2 separate regions of the Cricetulus griseus genome follow, and region 2 is linked to region 1. Evidence: chromatin contacts called from public Micro-C data. All regions are on one chromosome and are shown on one strand. Each heading gives the region's core, a stretch centred on a gene start, on an enhancer-like site or on the middle of the called end of the contact. The rest is flanking DNA. Distances are from core to core; before and after follow the strand shown.

The links. A called contact is a pair of places that touch in the nucleus more often than the background predicts.
Region 2: a Micro-C map of the CHO-K1 cell line shows a contact between it and region 1, with 3 times the contacts expected there. The contact joins two enhancer-like sites. A contact is called at or near these places in 5 of 8 Hi-C or Micro-C datasets (the CHL-YN cell line, the CHO-K1 cell line, fibroblasts and 1 more).

Annotation. Positions count from the first base shown.
Region 1 is chr5:457,201-462,806 of CriGri-PICRH-1.0, forward strand. No RefSeq gene overlaps it. Among named protein-coding and RNA genes, the nearest start is that of Cd34, 97 kb to the left of the region's middle. Within about 2 kb of position 3,226, at least 2 of the 6 cell types and tissues checked have open chromatin away from gene starts, as enhancers often do. A contact at or near this core is called in the CHO-K1 cell line, where this site is marked.
Region 2 is chr5:512,171-517,776 of CriGri-PICRH-1.0, forward strand. It overlaps Plxna2 (plexin-A2), which reads right to left. Exons shown (of 32, transcript XM_027416566.2): 10 at 5,345-5,545; 11 at 2,967-3,063; 12 at 1-158. Among named protein-coding and RNA genes, the nearest start is that of Plxna2, 150 kb to the right of the region's middle. Within about 2 kb of position 2,416, at least 2 of the 6 cell types and tissues checked have open chromatin away from gene starts, as enhancers often do. A contact at or near this core is called in the CHO-K1 cell line, where this site is marked.

The DNA of each region.
Region 1 (5,606 bases), core at 1,976-4,475:
TTCAAGTGAAGGTTCGGGCTCGTTGAGCTTTGAGGAATCTGACCACTCTGGCTGTCCCTGGTGTTGAATCTGGTGAGTCAGGTTTAAATATTTGAGACTGTTCATCTGAACCAGAGCCCAGGTCATTTCACCACCCAGACAAGTGAAGTCAATAATCCTTACTGGGGTGGAAATGCTGCTGTCCATCTCTTCCTCTTTCTGACTACTGGACCAGTGTCCGTCCTGCTGAGTTCCACAGCAGAGCACGTGTTGGGAGAGCACGTGAATGTGTGGTAGGGTGGAAAACAGAAGTAAAGGCCTGGTTGGAATAAGGAAGTTGAAAACACATTGTGTAATAAAGAATCCTGTGGAGTTGGTTACTTCTGTCCAAGGCAGTGGCTAAGATGACAAAAATAAGCCAGAATTTTTTTTAAAAAAATACTCAGTTCCTGGATACTACTGATTATAATCTAAATTTACTGTCATTTTGGTCAACAAATTTTGTGCACGGTGTCACATTACTGCTCATGTAATCACTGTGAATTGGTTACACTGAACCTTTCTTTTCTACATTCTGAAGTTACTGTGTATTCAGAGAGCTTTATTAATGCAATTCTCCTCATTCAGACTTTTAATGGACTGTACATGGCATCCAAAAAATGTAACAATCCATAGCTTAATCGAAAGTCATATTGAGAGTTGCACTGAGTGGGCATGAGCAGACCAAAAACAAAAGATCTGGTGGTCATGGGGAGGGGAGATAGACTATTTCCTCTTAAATTACTTTATTATTATTTATTTCTGTTGCTGCCAGTGTGTATGTGTATGATGTGTGTAAATACATGTGTGTGCCAAGATACACACATGGAGGCCAGAAGATAGAGGCTTGTGTGGCAATGTGGCAAGTGCTTTTTTTTTTTTTAACCTGCTGAGTCATCTCACAGGTCTCACTTATTTTTTTTAATAATACAGTTTTTAAAAATGACCAAATCTGTTAAAAGAATAGATGAATTTGAGGCAAACTTTCTTATTATTTTTAAAATCCATTGTATATTGTTATGGCTCAGAGAGGTGCTCCCCTAGTAATCTAGAATTGTTGATGCACAGATTTACAAACTTGATAAGCAAGTGAAGTACTCAGGAAATTGCAGATGTAATTTAAGTAGTCATTAAACTGGACATTTGAAGGAAACTGGCTTCAGGAAATGAATTCAGCCTAGGAATTGCCATTCTCTCCTACTGAATTTTCTCTGAAGAGTTTTTGGTATTTTGGTTGTCTATGTTCTTATCTGTCTTCTACAGAACTCATAAAGCTGTAATGTCATGGAAGGCAATCTGATTTAAGAGGAGATTTGGGTTTGGGGGACATGGGAAATAGAAGAGTACAAATAGTTGCTCTTGGAACCTTCCTTTGAAGAAGATAGAGCCTGGGCTAGGGATTGAGGCACCTCAGTTCTGACCTTAGCTGTTTGTTTTTGCTTGTTTGTTTACTTGGCATTTTTCATGTTTTGAGATGCTTTTGAGACAGATGAGGAGTATCTGTGTGGTTTCGGGGCACTGAAGGTGGAGTCAACACTGTGAAGTATTGTTAAATATTAAGGAAGAAGTTGCTAGTTCTGTGGTGAGCATTCCATAGTCTTTATTGTAAACACCCCTTTGCTGCTGAAAATGAATGATTAAAACTTGCTGGTAGGATGTCTCTTTATAGGACCTGCCTTATGCCTGGCAGCCTTGAGTGTGAAACTGTCCTCAAGAAGCTCCTTTAAGGGCAACTGGATGAGCTGCCACCAGTTTTGGACATATTAAAATCACTCTGAGAAAACTAACACCACAGCTGAAAGTGAGTTCTGGTCATTGAGATGCAGAGCCAGGCTGTGATTAGGCAGTAACAGAAGCGAAGCTTACCGGGGCCACCCTATTGCTGTTGTGGAGAAGTAGCCGCATCTTCATAGCCATGATGGAGCAGAGAAACCTTGCTCTGGATTTGCATCCCAGTGAGGAGCAGAAGATGACTTAATGTTAGCAAGATGGGGATATGCTCCTAAGACAAGCTGTGCTATTGAACACAGTGCATTATTTCCATCCAGGCCCTGGATACAAATATACTAAAATATTAGGGGCTGCTGAGAACTGGGTTGAAAATCTCAAAAATTATTTATTTGAACTTGCAATCCAAATACTCAGGAATTCTTTTTTTTTTGACAAGAAAGGAAAAATTTTTACTTAATTGGGCTAAATACTGAGAAGCATTTCATCAGCAAGTTCAAAGGTGGATGATTCAGCAGTGACTAACAGCATTCTCTATGACAACAGTCATTCTGTAACTTAGTACCTTCTCAGGTATTCTAGGTAAAAGAATCATGAGTTCTGGGCCTGACTGGGATGCATGATCAAATCCTGTCTCCTTTTCTTTATTTGACTGTATAACTTTTCTACAACTCTAGCATACACTGCATATGTGCACATATAATTGTGTAAGAATATCTATATACAAATATGCTCTTGTTTCCAAACTCCTGTTTCATGAGTACCAGGTTCCTTTGTATGTATTGGCTGTCTGTACTAGACTGAAGGTAGAAGTCAGGGATACTCAGCTCACCTGAAAATCTTACTGGTCCTGTTATCTAAAAAGAAGGACTAGAAACTTCTATGTGCTCTTGGTTGGGGCAGGTTCTTGAGTTGTTCTCATTTAATGTGTCTCACCAATAAGAGGGGGAAAATTTCAAACACCATTAGATTGCAGGATAAAAACAGGAAAATAAGAGTAGAAGGGAGGGGGCTTATCACCCTCAGTTTAGATGGAGTCCAAAGATTTCTTCCCCTTAACGTGATTACGGAACTAGAAGTTCTCCTGCTTCTGTGCTCTGTCTTCTCTGTTCCACACCCCCAGTCAAGGGCTGTCTTCATATTCCTTCCCTGGACTGGGTCTTACAACACTCACCGTCTAGTATCTTCCACTTTTAATTTCTGAAGCAGAAATGAAGTCACTACCTTTCAATGCCTAGCTGAAAGTCCCAAAAGTCTTTCAGGATCATCCCAAGAGCAGTGGGAGCAAGGGCCATGTTTCTGCCATCCTCATTTCACCCTAGCACTTAACCCACGAGTGAGTGTTCTTTTAGGGAGGGCTGGTCTTAGGGAGTCTGTTTTCAGAACTCACTCTGGAAAAGAGCCTCAACCCCTGAAGTCCTTGGCTGCCCAGCTTCCCTGGAGCAAGCTGTGTTTTGAGGTTCTGGGGCTAGGGGGCAGTGTTTACCCACTGGTATGACTGGTGCAGATGGTGCGTGCAAGTGTATGGTGAAGATGGATAAGCTCTGACTCTATGGCATTTTCTTATCAAAATAACTCAGTTGCTCTTTCTGAGTATCTGCTTCTTATACACTCCCAAGGTTGTTCTGTACCTACAGGCCTAAAGAACTGTATTTGAAGAGTTAAGCAGATTTTTTATATCCAGTAATCTTTATTTATATATAACAACAGTACAAATTGTGTCCTTGGCTTGCAAAATAGGAGTTTCATATTTACAATAGGTACATGATAATATATTAGATAACAAAACCCCGCTTTATTGGAACATTTTAAATACTTCATTTTATTATTATTTCTTAACACCTGTAAAAACAACAAAATCAGACAATCAGCATTGTACTTTCTTAAAAATAGATATAATACAGATTCCAGTGTGTCACGGGGAGGGATTTGAGTAGGAGGAGGGGATGAGGAGAGGCATCTGGGATCAGGGTCCTCATGTGCCTGTATAAAGAGCTTGTCCCTTTCTCTCCCATACATTCAGGAACTTTGGTCCTGTTTGGTGGGGACCACACTTCCTTATGCCTGGATGCCAAAATGGAGACCAAGAATGTCAAAGTGATGACATGGACTGAGTTCTAGAAGAAGCTTCTCACTTCCTCCATTGGGGCCCTATGGTGCAGGCAGCACAGAGGCAGGGAGGAGGCAGCTCAGTCTGGAGAGATGGTATGGGGAGGAGAGTGAGTTTTGAGTCTGTGCAAGGCAGGAGAATGTCTAGTTTGCTTATTGTATTGAGGCCTGTCCGACAGGCCTTGATCATCTCTCAGGACATTCCCTGGACTAGTTAGAAAGTGCCAACAGAAACTTTACCCTTCATTATAAGCATCATTGGGCCTCAGATGCTAAATCTTCACTGTAGGGAATGAGCAGAAAAGATAAAAGAAAAAGAGATGTGGAGTTATGAATACGACGCCACAGTCTTCTCCAAGAACATTCCGGAGACAAGGATCAGGAGGACCTGACCATCTACTCCCAGGCCTCCTCCTGGGACATCATAAGACCTTCCCCATGTCCTGGGTCCCTGAAGCCACTTTGCATTTCTTCACCCTCATAGCCCGCTGTGTCGCAATTCTTCCCTGTTTGTGTCCAGACTGCAGGACTCTTAGCCAGGACACGATGTGGTTGGAACCCTTTTTAGAGTAGCTGCAGGCTTATTACCAGGCAGCACATGAGATAATGGATGCGGCAGTTGTGCGGTACCTGGAACTGGGTGGCTAGGAGTTTCCAGCCTTCTGTGTTTGTGTCAGACCACTTGCACAGACACCATTGCTTTTAATCATTTTGGTGGAAATGAAAGGAGAGGTTCGTAAGCAACAAAGCTGTGCAGACTAAAGAGCTGATGGCAGTAGAAATGAGAGCATTGCTGGTGGCCTGCTTCCAGGATGAGGTAAGGTGTCTGTGTGGATCAGCCTTCTTGCTTCCTGGCACCTCATTTCCTATGCACCTGGTGATTTCTTCTGGTGAAGGTGGCAGAACTAGCAGCTTGGAGAAAATGCATTTGCTGGGAGAAGGACCTTCTTGATCTTGGTCACCCTCATTTCCAGAACCTCTAAGGGCCTGGCAGATGATTACTACTTATGAACCTTTTCCAAATGAATGAGCACAGGACACAGTTCCTCCTTCTGTGACAGCACAGTGTGCCCATGACTTGAAATGGCCGCACTCTGTAAAGAGAGGATGGATCAGAAGTGGTTTTGATATTCAAACCACAGAAAGAGGTAGAACATCAGACACAGAAGTGCCTGACCCACACAGAGGGCAGGAGGTAGTGCCAGATCCAGTTGAAGGACATCTCTATATAGTCCTCTAGAATTCTGTCTTGTCAAGCCCTCCACAGTTCCTTTCCTAGAGAACTGGCCTTTGTGTAGATCAATGAAATAGAGTAAAGTTGGGTAGGCTTGAGAGAGACTTCATGCCTCTCCAATGATAAATGGCTTCTTGTTGTGGGGAAGGGTTACAGCTTTAATGCTTTTTTCCCTTTTTAACAAAAAGGCCAAAATATCCTCAAGTGGGATAATAGCAAGAAGAGTTACCAACCAACTTCCTTTCCTCTCCATTCCCTGGGGAGTAGACTCTATCAGTTACTCATGAGCCAAAACAAAGAGCTATTAAGCTAGAATGAAAACAAGACTCTGCAATCACTCACTCACCCTCCTGGCCTGGCCTGTCTCCAGCTGAATTTTCCTTCTTAATTCTTCCTTAACCATGCCTCTTGACCACTTCTTTTGTCAGCCCAAGTTGTCCAACTCATGGAGTCTTTAGTAAAGTGGCTAGATCATCTTTTGTGGTTGACCCTGATCCCTTCATCCCCACATCTTCGA
Region 2 (5,606 bases), core at 1,166-3,665, 54 kb after region 1:
GTGGCTGGACCAGTCAAGCCAGGGGCTAGAAGTGCTGGGGCAGTGTTGGTGGAGGGTACATCTGTGCTCATCACTGCACCAGCCACACTCGAACTTGTGGTCAGCTTTGAGGCAGAGGCCACAGCTTTCCCGCTGGGCTGCACACTTGTAGAGATGTACTGCAAAGAGAGGAGGCTGTCATGGATAGGGCTGCAGAGGCTCACCACATACTCTCTGTTTGTAGATGCAACAGATCTGCCCCGACCATAGACAGCATCATTGCACGAGCAAAACATGGAGAATGAATAAGGTGACTAGGCAGTCATCTAGAGGTATAGCAGAAAATAATGGGTTAAAGGTTTCTGCTTCTAGACTGGATTATATCTCTGTTTTAACTGTCATTTCCCTACTTCCTAGCAGTGTGACAAAGTATTTTACTTCTCTGAATCTTGTTTGCATATCTCTAACCTGGAGATAATAGTTGGTTTAGGGCAACTTTGGATGAGATGTTGTATAGTGAGTCCTTGCCAATGCTTGTGATATACTAAATGCTATAATTCACACCTGTTATCTTCTCTTTGGACTCTAACAAAATTCTTAAGCTGCCACCTCTTGCAAATAAGAGAGGTGGGCTCATTTCTTCATCACAGGTAAAAATGAAGCCCCAAAGAGACATACTGACCCTCACAGCTTACTATGGGTGCCAGTCTCAAGCCTGAATCCTGATGTGAAGCTTGCTTTGCTGCTGGGTCCTCAAAGACAGGAATCTCAGTTGGCATCCTGGAAATTGTGTGTGTGTGTGTGAACAGTGTCAGCTGTGCTTAAAGAAAGTCCTGAAGGCCACAGTAGGAGGCATGCTAGAAAAGAAAGCATGGCACAGTCCTGTTCACAGCGTGTGTAGATGAAGAATGTATACCCAGAGAGGACAAACTAGTTCTTGACAGGTCACATGATCAATCTGCAAACCTTTTGCTTTGATTTTTCTCTAACTGACTTGGAAGCCCTAGAGGAACTAGTTATCAAGCATAGTTGTGGCATGAGCCCAGGGTTTGGTCCTTTCTTGTTAGTACTGGGAATTCAGAGAGCCAAGTGTATTCTCTAGATGCATGTAATCAGCTCATGGATTCAGCTTCTAAAAGTAGATACATCTGTATATGAATAGACTGATATTTGTTATCATTATTTAATAACTAGCATGCACAACTCTCTTCCCCACATATTCAATTATACATTGTAAGTCACCTAGAGATGATTTAGAGATTTGTAGTTAGGTGTAAATACTATGCCATTGGATGTGGGTATTCTGAGGGTTCCTAGAAAGAATTCCATGATGAATACTGAGCAATGGCTGAGAAAGTCACTTTTCATCTTTTCCAGCCAAGTTGTCCTAAGCTTTCATGGCCTGTCTGTGTGCCTCTACTGGAGGTTAGGTGCATGCCCCAGGGAAGAGACATTTTTCATTCTTCCACAGCACCCCCTGACACCTCTGTTCCATCCAATTTCCCTGTCCCAGCTTCATAGACCATTCAGCACCTTTAGTCCCTAGTACCGGTTCCTGTGGCCCTAAAGGTACAGGACAGGCAAAGGGAATCTGAAATTGTGCAAATACTTGTGAGGCCCTTATAAGTCTGGATCATGTAGTTTTTAGCCATGAGCTCCGCAAATCCTTAGCAAGACCTTAAGCAGTCGGCTTTCTTTCCTCTAGGGCTTGTGTGAAGACACTAGGATGTAGTCTAAACTAACATGGTTCAAGTAGAAGCACCAGCAGTGGAATCTGGTGTGCTGAGTTTGGGAACCTGAGTACTTAAACACAGCTTTCTCTGACACTAAGGATCTAGTAGACACATGTGTGAAGGCATGAGGAGGCTGCTTGTGTACCTACACAGCTGTGTAGATGTCAGGAGAGTCTGATGTACCAGTCTGGACCTTTCCCCCCAGGTTCTGAGTGCAACCTCTGGGATCTAGCTGATCTAACTTGGCAAGGAAAGTATCTTTTCTAGTGGTTAAAAAGATCTAGTCTAGGATTAAGCAAACACAACTACCAGTACGGAAGTCTGTCTTGCCATGTAGGCTGCCCAGGGGTTGCAGCAGGGGCTATGACAATTCCATTTACTTGAAGCATATTAGTATATAGGGCTCAGGATGGGGGAAGGGCTTCAAATCCCTCCCAGAGCCCAGCAACAATGGCAACAGGTCCTCATCTTGGCGTGCACTAACTTGCATGCCTTCTCTGAAATCAGACGGTCTTAGCCCTTACGATATGACTCAGTTTCACCATCTATAGGATGGGAATGATAATAGCATACATTTAAAGTTACTGAGGTAAGTAATAAAAACAATTCAAGTGAATTGCCTAATGAATGCCTTATGACTCATGTTCAGGAGGTGGGTCATTCTGAAGGGCTGCCCTGAGGGTAAGCCTGCCAGGACCTGCTTTCTGGATGAGTGTACTGAGAGCTTACAGGGTAGGAGCCACAGAGTTTCCCTCTTGTCCTAACCCAGCCCCCCTTACTGAGCTTCTTTGCTCCAGATGTGAGCCCACATTAGCACAGGGATACCTATCTAGTCTCAGGACTAGAGTTCAGACTTACAAGCCTTCTTTGTGCTGTAACAGTGATCAGGGATGAGAACAGGGGAAGGAGAGCCTGCATGAAAGCAATATCTCCATTTCTAGGGAAGTTGGCAGGACGCTCTGCCTGCTGTTCTCCTAGGTCAGGTTCCACAGACACTTCAAAGCTACTGGGAGCCAGAGAACAGTGCAGAAGAACGGGCAGCCGCCTGGCGGATGCTCTGGCTATAATAAAACAAGGCTCCCAACAGGACTCCTTTGATGGCTTCAAATGTTGCTTTAGGAGCCTCTGAAGAGCTCTGCTGGCAGAGGCAGTGTGCTATTCAAGGCACAGCAGCAGCCTGCTCTGATCTCTTCAACCCCAGCCTTTTCCAAGGTCATGCAAAGATCAAACTTGCACCCGGAAGCAGCTGCTTACCTTTCAGGTCCTGAGGGTTGTCAATGATGAAGTTGCCATTCCACACCACAGCAAAGTCCACTGCTAGGTTGCTGATGTCCATCCCATCATACTGGTACTGCAAGGAGAGCGCAAGAGCACATATCTCTCATGGCTCTTTGTTATAGGAAGCCAGAGGGCAAAGCAACTACTTATGTTGCCCAAACGGACCCTATGACACCTTGCCCCTGACTTGTAGTCAGTAAGGCCACCAGGAGCTAGCCTAAGCCTCTGACATAGCCTTTGGTACTTTCTGAAATCTGAAGAAGCTCAGGTTTCTGTCTCCACCCCTTCTCTTGCTGAATCCATCAGCTCTAAACACACTTGCTGAAGGCCCTCTCTGTGTACTGGTTGACACTGTATCTCAAAAGGAATGTTGCTCTCTCCCTACAACTGCCACCTGTGGTGATATATCACTTATGATTTATTAAAGCTTGCCTGAGGGTACAGAAAGCAAAGCTATCCACAAGCTATAGAGCCAGACAATGGTGACACACACTTTTTAATCCCAGCAGCCATACTAGCTAGCCATAGAACTAGGCAGTGGTGGCACACACCTTTCATCTCAGGACTCAAGAGACAAGCAGATGAATCTGTTAGTTCAAGGCTACACTGAGCTACATGAAATAGATCTAGCCCTACCACACAAAGGTGATCTCAGCACTTGGGATCACATGACTTTAATCTCAGCACTAGGGAGGAAAGGAAAAAGCAAAGGGCCTCATGTGGAGAGGACAGCCCTTTCAGTCTGAGGTAGAGGTAAGAGCTAGTGGCCGGCTGCTTTGCTTTTCTTATCTTCAACTTTAATCTTGAACCCCAGTATCAATCTCTGGGTTTCTACTAATTGTGTTATAGCCAACCTTTCAGCTTACCCTTGTTCATTCAGTCTAGTTCTCATTCATCTCCCTGTGCCCTTTCTTATGTTCCTTCTGGTCCCCCCAGCCCCAGTCTTGGGTTCTTGATATTACCATTTTCTGTCTTTAGTCTGGCACTTTCCAGGAACTACAAGCATTATTTCGCCGGTGCATTTGTTCTCTCCAGAGTCCACTTCTGGGGACTCAAAGTTAATGTTCTACTGTTCTCTCACACCCAGAGCCTATGACAGAGCATGTGGCAAAGTTGTGGTATGGCTGGTTGGTCTCTCGGGTGTATCTGGTGAATTTTTTATGTGTTTGTGTGCACAAGTGGGTGTATGAGCACTATGCATATGGAGGCCAGGTATCTTCTTTAATCATTCTCCCATTTTCTGAGATTGGGCTGGAGTTCATAGATTTGGCTAGACTGTCTGCCCAATGGGCTCCAGCGCCAGCACTGGGATTATAGTTGTAAGTGTTTGTGACCAGCATGTTTTTTTTTTTTTAATATGGGTATAGGGGATCCAAATTCAGGTCCTTAAGCTTGGGTGGTGGCAGGCACTCTGATGACTTGTTCTGTGTCCCCAGCTTCCTCCTCTCCCTCTGCAGATAGCTTTTACTTGGATTAGTGTTTAATAAAGTATTCACATCTCCCTGGGTATTTTTAAAGCACACCAGAAAAAAAAATCCCTAGAGTGGCTGAGTCTTTTGTTCTTCTGACCTCATGGAAGACTTTCACAACCTCTTGGATGGCCCAGTCCCCACTGCACCCTCTTAAGTCTCCTGGGCAGTCCCTCTTTATGGCTGCCCATTTTCAGCTATGGTCACTTAGCTCTGGAGGGCAAGTCACCATTGCTGTCCTGCCCAGCCTTCCATTGCCTTCTTCCTTTGTTGTGCTCTCTTTCTCAGTCTAGCTTCCTGCACACTTGGCACCGATTACAAATTCTATCAAACGCTTGTGACCCCAGAATCTGACAGCTCCCTGATAAGAGGCCCAGATTCTCTTTATCTCTCCCAGGCGAATTAGCTTCCCTCAACACCTTTGTCATGTCCCTCATCTATGAGCTGACCCCCCACAGTCAGAGACAGGGAGTTGGCAGATAAAAAGATCTTCTCTGGGCTGGAATTATAATTAAACACCTCCTGCGTTCTGTCCACCATTCTGGGCAGGTTTAACCCTTGTGGCTCCTGAAATGCTGCATCTTCTTCCTCTCCTCCCACCCATTTCTGTCCATCCTCATCCTCATGATGCCTGCAATATGTGAATATTGCATGGGGGATAGGGTATTGGGTGGGGTTGAATCCTTTTGGTAGTAGCTTCACCAATGGCAAAATGTGTTCTTTAACTTCAGAAGGAACCTCCAAATTTCTGCCATTAAGGTTCTTTCCTCCAAGAACATGACTCACTGGCTCAGGGTGTTTACAGGTTTCTCTCTCCCTGGTAATGTGGGTGCTGCCTGTGATCCTACGTGATCTAAGGTCTTGGCATATGTGTGAGCTGCTTACCGAGCTGTTTTGACACTGCACACTGGAACTGTTGAAGCGCAGAGCAGGGACTCGGTGGACAGCCCCCTGGATGTTAAGCACACACTCATAGCCCCGCTGGCCAGACTGGGGCTGGGGAAGGTTCCGGGCCTTGAGGGTGATTGGTTTTACTTCTCCAACGGGGATCAGAATCTCCTCCGTGGGCACAAGCTGGGGACAGTCCTAAGTGAGCAAGCAGAGAGCTTCATTAGTTCTCAGGGTTGAGCCCAGACCTGGACAGAAC